Regions from separate parts of the Mus musculus genome. Here regions 1 and 3 are each linked to region 2. A link is a contact called in public HiChIP or PLAC-seq data. All regions are on one chromosome and are shown on one strand. Each heading gives the region's core, a stretch centred on a gene start, on an enhancer-like site or on the middle of the called end of the contact. The rest is flanking DNA. Distances are from core to core; before and after follow the strand shown. Region 1 has its middle 21 kb from the start of Cwc15. Region 2 has its middle 25 kb from the start of Fam76b. Region 3 holds the start of Amotl1 (angiomotin-like 1).

Evidence for each region. HiChIP or PLAC-seq counts read pairs in DNA pulled down with a chosen protein or histone mark.
Region 1: a contact with region 2 is called in a FOXA1 HiChIP or PLAC-seq map of pancreatic cancer cells. The contact joins two enhancer-like sites. A contact is called at or near these places in 3 of 15 datasets of contacts at CTCF or cohesin (the NIH/3T3 cell line, large pre-B cells and pro-B cells), 6 of 484 Hi-C or Micro-C datasets (3T3-L1-derived adipocytes, B cells, cortical neurons and 3 more) and 1 of 115 datasets of contacts at active chromatin or transcription factors (pancreatic cancer cells).
Region 3: a FOXA1 HiChIP or PLAC-seq map of pancreatic cancer cells shows a contact between it and region 2. The contact joins the promoter of Amotl1 here to the enhancer-like site in region 2. A contact is called at or near these places in 4 of 115 datasets of contacts at active chromatin or transcription factors (embryonic stem cells, extraembryonic endoderm stem cells, forebrain and 1 more) and 1 of 9 other capture datasets (embryonic stem cells).

Annotation. Positions count from the first base shown.
Region 1 is chr9:14,520,157-14,522,856 of GRCm38.p6, forward strand. No RefSeq gene overlaps it. Among named protein-coding and RNA genes, the nearest start is that of Cwc15, 21 kb to the left of the region's middle. Within about 2 kb of position 1,330, at least 50 of the 459 cell types and tissues checked have an H3K27ac peak or open chromatin away from gene starts, as enhancers often do. A contact at or near this core is called in pancreatic cancer cells, where this site is marked.
Region 2 is chr9:13,851,687-13,854,386 of GRCm38.p6, forward strand. It overlaps a transcript of Fam76b not described here. Among named protein-coding and RNA genes, the nearest start is that of Fam76b, 25 kb to the left of the region's middle. Within about 2 kb of position 1,430, at least 8 of the 459 cell types and tissues checked have an H3K27ac peak or open chromatin away from gene starts, as enhancers often do. A contact at or near this core is called in pancreatic cancer cells, where this site is marked.
Region 3 is chr9:14,613,628-14,616,327 of GRCm38.p6, forward strand. Amotl1 (angiomotin-like 1) reads right to left here and starts at 1,373. Exons shown (of 13, transcript NM_001081395.1): 1 at 1,107-1,373. The coding sequence starts at 1,155.

The DNA.
Region 1 (2,700 bases), core at 80-2,579, 670 kb after region 2:
GCAGACAGTGTTAGTCCTTCCCTAGCCTTCTGTTTCCACCTCAGCACTTCCTGGATTGGTTGGGGCAGCCACAACTTGGGGGGTCATTTTGGTTTACCCTACATTTTAAATATCAGTATCACCCAGAAAGAAAGATAGATATTCTCAATATAATGTTTACCCATATGCCTTGCTTGGTGTTCTTTGTACCAGTTGACATGTAGGTGACCATCAAAGTGCCAGAGGCACTTTTGCTAACATGAAGCAGTTACATCTGCATGGAGCTGGGTAGTGAGAAGAGTCCAGCCATGAGAAACTCTGGGAACAGGGCCCCCAAAAGGAAAATCAGAAATGGAATGCTCTGCTGGTTTAAGAAGCTTTAAAAAAAATCCCTACCCCTACCTCCACCTGAAGAGGGAATTGATTCTTTAGACAAGGTTTGCCATCTGGCTTTTCAAGGTTCGAGCTTAAGCAAGTTGCCCTGGGTTTCAATTTCAACATTTTTAAATGTAGCTTGTTATACCTAGCCCATATGATGCCTGTGGCCACACACAGCATGTTGTGTTGCATGTTGGAAGATAATGCCAAGTTTTCCTATTCTATTCTATCCTTTTGAAAACTAGTACATAGTGAACAGCCTTGAAGATAGGACTAGAGTCTTCCCTGATAGCTAAAGGCAAGGATATTTAGCATCCATTATAAAAGGCCGGATTTTCTGCCACTCATGGTTCCTCTCCTGGCCCACAACTCTGGTAAGAGAGAGGCCTGGGAATCAGAGCTCGGGTCGCTACATGGGAATATGATACCCTGGACACTGCTGTTGCGGAGCAAAATAAACGGTCCTGCATTTCTGTCTTCTACAAAGAGCTATGCAACTGTAGCAAGCTAACTTGTTAGTTTGGAAGAGGTGTAGAAAGGCAGAAGGTTTTCACCAACAGCAGGAAGTACTCAGCAAACATTATTTCCCCTCTATGACAGCTCTCATTTCCCCAAACATCACCCTGGCTAGCAGCAGCACAGGTCTAGGAAGTCCCCACTCTGGCTGACAGCCATCAACTAAGGCCCTCCTGGCCTGGGGTTAGAGTGTTTACAGAAAGTAACAACTTGTTTTAAGGATCATTCTAAATATGAGTGACTGTGACCCAGAAAGGTAAGGTCAAGTTACCCGGAATGTGATATGCTCCACTGTGAAATTCCATGAACTCTCTCCTAGCCACACAACACAAGCATGCAATTCATCAATGAGTTTAATAATTCTGAGGGACATCAGGGCTACCACAGAGAGATCTCCGTGCAGGATTTGTATCTGCCTTATCACATTCTTAGCCTCAGGCCTGGTGGAGACCAAGTCCAGGCCTGGCATACATTCCAAAAGTTTTATGTGGCAGTCATGAGGATGTGAGGTCAGACAGTATAATGGAGACTAAAGAAAGCTCTTAACCTGCCACACTCCATCTTTCCACAATTATAATCTTCCATCAGCCATCAATATAGGTATGGTGGCTTCTCAGAGGAAGAGGAAATTCTATGATGGTCCTTATGGCCCAGAGCCCTCCACCTCTGCATTGGGTTCAGGACAGACTCCCCAAGAATACATCCTTACTCAGTCCATTCCTTTCTCGACATGGTTCTCCAGCTTCTCTTCCTCTGACTTCACCAAGAAATCTCCCTCACTAAATGACTCAGGCCCCAAACCCTTTAGTGGGCTGTACATTCTTTCTGCAAAGTGTTTCAGGGTTGTCTGTAAGGGTGCCAGTCTACAGCCTGTCTGAGATGTGCACAAAGGTCACTACATGCTTCTATGGCACTCTGCCCTCCATCAGCAGACAGAGGCAGCTGCTGTCCCAGCACCCTTAAGGGATAAACCTTGTGATGTTTACACTTGATTATCAACATGACTGGATTGAGGAGATTAGGAAAGCACACCGGGTGTGTCTGCAAGGATGTTTGCAGAGAGGATTAATTAGGGGAAAGGAGTCACTCTGAATTCCAGCAACACCAGCCCAGAAGCTTAGGTGCCTGGCTGGAATAGAAAGACAGCACTGGGACGCAGCTCTTGCTTGATGTTTCCTGTTTCCTGTCAGCCATGAACTGAGTGGTCTCGGTCACCAATCCCCACCTCACCACAGGCTCAAAACCCATGGAGGCAAGGACTGACAAGGGAAACCTTTGAAACTAAGGCACAAAGTAAATAGTTCTTCCCTGTAGGCTATTACGTGAGGACTTCCCAACCTTCAGCTCTACATCCAGAGACGTGGGCATATGGAGACACCCAGGAGGTTCAGGCTGACTGGAAACCTCACAGCAAGCAAATTTTGCTCCAGCACCCACTCGGTTTGACCAAGGCTTTGATGGGGTCACCATCTCCTTCTTCCTGTACAGAATCCTTCAGCACAGCTCATTTCCCAAACTCTACCTCAGCACCCAAGATCCTAGTTCTGTGGCATGTGTTCTGTGTGTGTCTCTTCTTGCATTCAACCCACCTCCACCAACAGCACAGTCCAGCCCCCTGACCGAGCCTGTTGGTGGATGAGGCTCCTTTTGGTCTGTTCAGGATTCAGTAAACTCTTAACATTTGGTACATAACTTGGGTTGAATTCACTAGAAGATCTTCAGAGAACATGGGGTTGGAAGTCATTGTATTCACAGTGAGTGAACACCCCACCACCGGAGAAGTCAAGGTCCATGAAAGGAAAGCAGCAACTCTAGAAATCATAACAA
Region 2 (2,700 bases), core at 180-2,679:
GCCCTCTTCTGGCCTCCACAGGACTCCACATGGAGATGTGTGTGTGTGTGTGTGTGTGTGTGTGTGTGTGTGTGTGTGTGTGTGTGTTCAGACAGACACACACACAGATAAAACACTAAGCAAACAAACAAACCCTTTCAGAAAGAGTAGCAACCTCACCATGCCAGAGTAGTTGCAAATGCCAGCTTAGGTTGTGGGAGCATCACACAGAGCTTCTCTATCTCTGGCTGTGAAACTGGATATCCTGCCCAGCATTACCACCCACAGTTCCTTCAGGGCCGAGCGGCAGATGTGATGGGTCTTAGAAAGTCACTGAACAATGAAGTAGCTCAGTACCTAAGAAGACACGCAGAACACGTTGTTGCCGTATTTAGTAAGTACCAGTGGAACTGAGGACCATGGGCTGTTTAAGCTGAGTGTTCCTGTCCCTGGCTTCCAGGGGCACACCCAGAGCTGGAGTTCTTTTCACTCATCCACTGGAAACTTCCTAATGGCTTTGAATGTTGATCTTAACCTTCTTTATATGCATTTCTACTCGCATTTTCATTTGACAGCATGGACCAGAAATCAAGCCCTTTTTCTGCTGTGCCTGGGATTGAGCCCAGGGCTTTATATGCACTAGTCCAGCATTGTACCAGTGAGTTACAGACTGGTAGTAAAAAGCTAGCCTTTCTGAATTTGTAAAAGACACAACTGGCTCTCAGATGTACTTTGGTACTTTTGTTGTCAGCACAATGCAAACTGGATTCTCACCAGTGTGTGAAGTATGTTAGCTGTCATTAGCAGGCTCAAAGAGTTTTACAAGTGGGGATCAGCATGAGTTCACCTCCACAGACACCTTGCAAGACTCAGCACCTCAGCATAAGGACCCTCGGAGGGTGGGAATGAAGACCAGGACTGAAGCTGAGAAGAGCATTCCACAGCCTACAGCAAGGCCCCAAAAGCCTAAGTATGGCTGAAGTGAGAGGCCGCCAGGGAGCGGGGGGCGTCATGGAAGTCCCACACAGAACAAACACAGGCCCTCAGCCACTTTCCCAGGCATGATGGCAGATAGGAGATGCCAATAAATACTTTAGAAGAGAGAGAGTGGAGGTAGAGCTGAGATAAGATGCTGCAGAGGGGAACGGCAGGGATGCAGCTACTGTAGAGTGCAGGACCCAGGAAAGATGGAAGGATGAGCTGGATGAAAGACTGATGAAGTCTTAAACTATTTGGAACCTATCAAGGTAGCTATCTGGAGTCTTGCTCACTAGAATAATTAACTCAAGACACTCTGCAATTAATGATGACAGACATGGCTGAAGGCCAGAGTGAGTCAACATGGGAGAGATGGGAATGCCATTACATTTTACAAAGAGATGGTGAGATCTCTAAGTTTACTTATCTGAACTCTCAGCTAAACTAGAGTTACTCAGTGTGTTGTGTTGAGTCATAAGTGTGGAGGGATTTTAATCCTGTAAGCACAGCAGGCAAGGCAGGAACTAGAGAGGTTGTTAATGCATTATCAAGCTGCCGTAAATATGACACACAAGACAAAGCACTTTATTGTGCTCATGGTTTCCCAGGCCTGTGTTCGGGCTTCATGCTCTTCCATACAGCCCAAGCTAGGATGGCTTCTACTTGCTTCACAACAGCTACAGGCTCAGTGGGGAGCTGTGAGGCATCTGGAGCAAACCCAGTGTACTGGCAAGTTTTGTGTCAACTTGACACAGCTGGAGTTACCACAGAGAAAGGAGCTTCAGTTGAGGAAATGCCTCCATGAGATCCAACTGTAAGGCATTTTCTCAATTAGTGATCAAGGGGGAAAGGCCCCTTGTGGGTGGGACCATCTCTGGGCTGGTAATCTTGGGCTCTATAAGAGAGCAGGCTGAGCAAGCCAGGTGAGGCAAGCCAGTAAAGAACATCCCTCCATGGCCTCTGCATCAGCTCTTGCTTCCTGACCTGCTTGAGTTCCAGTCCTGACTTCCTTTGGTGATGAGCAGCAGTGTGGAAGTGTAAGCCAAATAAACCCTTTCCTCCCAACTTGCTTCTTGGTCATGATGTTTGTGCAGGAATAGAAACCCTGACTAAGACACCCAATAACAAAAGACAGAATCACCTAGAAGCATCTTTACACAGGCATAGAAGCTATTGGGGTGGCATTAGGACTTGGTTCTGATGGGACTGCCAATTAGAATTCCTACGTGAGGTCTTTTCATGTAGTTTGATTTTCATGTAATGGTTGACTTGTCCAGAAAACAAAAGTAGAAGCTTCCTGGCTTCCAGTGTGTGTCATACTCTGTCACTTTTCCTGTTTTGTGTTGGTCATAGCAACCCGTGCAGGCACAACAGTGACATAAACAAATTATCTAAGGTCAAATGTCAAATAATTTATAGCCACAGGCAGTCATTAAAGATAGGGTCAACTAGTCAGGGCTTCCTACAGGAAATCAAGGCAGAAGATAAAAGCAGAGCCAGGCTCACTGTAGTTAAAGGGCTCCAGAGGAAGGAAAGGAAAAAGAAGTTCGTGTGAACCTGCCGGTCCCTGAGGCTTCAGCTACATACAGGCCCTGGCTAGATCTGGGGACTTCCCAGGGGGACACCTGGGGCCCCTGATGGTAGGAATGGCCAAGATCAAGTGAACTTGTGGAACCCAGCAGCAAAGACACGGTAGCCAGATGTCATGGAGATGCCAGCAACCCCAGCCCTTGAGAGGCAGAG
Region 3 (2,700 bases), core at 123-2,622, 760 kb after region 2:
CTAGTTGTGAGCACTTTCGGTGAACAAGTTGACACTGTTTGGAGTTCAGTGGACCTCTGAGGCATGACATCCTCCACCATCACCAAGGACTTTAATAAGCAAAGCCCGCCAAACTTTAAGTCTTTGTAGGGAAACAGAACCATGGGCAGGAAGCAGAGGGGCCGAAGGACCAAATACCATCCAAAATGTAAGCATCAAGGCCCCGTGAGATCGAAACCTGTCTCCAGAAGCCGACGTCCAGGTAACCCACACACTATCCCTACTTAAAGGCATTTAGACAATACACCCACCACAAGAGCTGAAAGGCAAACATTTTCCAGGGGGAAAAAAGGAGGCAGAAAATAGGGGCACAGGCCCGGGATTCGTCTTCTGAGGTCCCCAAGCAGGGGACTTGGAGAAGGTGAGACCTCATCTCCCAGCCTGGCTACTTAAGGCTAACACCAGTGGGTCCCCTGCACTGTCAGGGGCCGTCACGGGCCGAGGTTCCACTTTCCTGTCTGCCACAAATGTCACGTTCCAAAAAAGTTCAACCAGCTCCCCCTTGGAAAGTTTGTGCTTCCTCCCGGAAACCAGATTTTTTCCAAGGCACTGCCAACAGGCCAGGGAAAGCCGGATCCTACCCCTGATTTGTGCAAGAAACTTGTTTGGGGAGAACAAAGAAGGCTCAGGGCGGAAAGGCCCGAGCCTCCGGGCCGGGGCGCGTCCTGGGGTCCAGGCTGGGCGCCCCGCGCGCCTTTGTCTGCGCCAGAGCAGCGGCACCCGCCAAGCCTCCAGATCCTCCGGGACCGCAACCTGCCAGCCACAGGAGAAATGCCAGTCCCGCGTCAGGGGCCCGCACGCGTACCCGAGTCCTTGGCCTCCCGTGGGAATCCCCCACGGGGGTACTGGGCACTCGGAGGGTAGTTCTGAACCGAATTCTGCTTTTTGTCTTGTTGAACCTTCTGGATCCCTCACAGGACAATCTGAGGCCCCAGCACAAATCTGGTTCACCAAGTCCCCACATCTGGTGCGGAGCTGATGTCAGCCTGGGCTCTCGGGAGCAGCCGCGGAGACCTCTCGGCCCAGTCAGGGGGAGCCCTCCCGGACCCCCGGCTTGAGCTGATTACCTCTAAGCACAGGCTCGCAAGGTCCCCGGCGCGACTTTGCCCTCCGCATGGGGCGATCATGGGACGATCCTGGCTTGGGCAACGCGGCGGCAGGGGAATGGCGGCAGGGGGATGGCGGCTGGGAGGCGCGGCGAAGGGTGCCTCTGCACTCGGGCAGCAGAGAGATGCCCCGTTCCCCCTCCAGTCCCACCCACCCCACCCCGCTGCCGGGTCCCTGGGCGCCCCGCGCTCCCAGTCGCCAGCGTGCTACCCAGGAGGGTCGCTGGTCTGATCCCTGTAACCCTACACTTCACCCCGCCCCGGCCCCGGCCGCGGGGCCCTAGAGCCCGTCCCCAGTTTCCCGTCGCCCCTCCCGGGATTTCGGAAACTGCCGGGACTCAGGCTGACGTGTCTCCCTGAGACCAAAAAGGGAGACTGGCTCCCTTGTTTTTGTCCCCTATCCGCGTTTGAATTCCTGTCACACTCACCATTTCTATCTGAATGCCTTAGAATCCTTTGCTGGAATATGCCTCCGAACTCCAGGCTAGGTTTGGTTTAGGACCAACTTTTCTTCTAAGTGGAATTTCCAGGTGAAAGCGATCCCCAGGCCCTAGTACTTCTATCAGGTGGGGCGGTCAGGATAGGAGGGGCTATGATGTGCTCCACTGAGGAACAGAACAGCTAGCTAAACAGACCTTCCTTACAGCCTTAAATGTTCAATGGCTTCCTAGGACTGTACATCCTGTGACCACAACCCTCAGGCTGCTATCTGCTCAAACAGAAGCAAAGAATTTGAAGTCTGTGACTCTGCCCCGCCTTCGAAATCAGACTTTTTCCCTAAGCAACGCTCCTTGCCCAGCCCTCTGCGAGGTTACACTCACTGTCTTCTGAAGCCATGCACTAGGACCTTTCTGGTCTGTCTTCTGAGAGCAGAGGCCAGTGGCTGCTGCCCAAGCCCCTACTTGGAGGGTTAGGGCATATCAAGGTTTCTGACGGTTGGCTCCTCTTTTCTCTCTTCTTACCTGGCCATGGGGGCAGGGGTCATGTCTGGCTTGTGCCATCTCCCTAAACTCACCCGCTCACCGCTTCACCCCCAGTGTTCCAGCCGGATTCCATGACAGCCCTCTGATTTCTCAGACAGAGGCCCAAATGTAATTGCTGAACTTATTTCTCAAGCACAGGCTTCGTTAAAGTCACCTGCCTTTGTAGAACACACAAAGCCAGGACGTGTGCACAGAAAAGAACAGGGCAGTAGGTCCCCTCTTGTTAAGAGTCTGGACAGGAGAGAGAAGAGACCAGCTCTGTGTAGAGGGGGAAGGGGCAGAGATCCGATGTGCAGGAAAAGGAGGCACTGGGCAAGCAAGCAGCAGTGCAGCCTGGAGGGAATTGGCAAGGTTTCTCACCAAGGGTGCTTGGCAAGAGCTGATAAATGAGGAAAGAGTTTTCACTGCAAAGGAAGAGACAACACGAGTAAGTGGACAGTCACAAAGTGCAGGGCTGGGAAGGACTGAACGGTAAACGTACACAGCTTCCACTTGGCTAGTGCGGAAACTCCCACCCGGCTGTGCAAGGACTTCCCTAACGGCACAGAACAAGTTCAGTAGCAAAGCCAAGG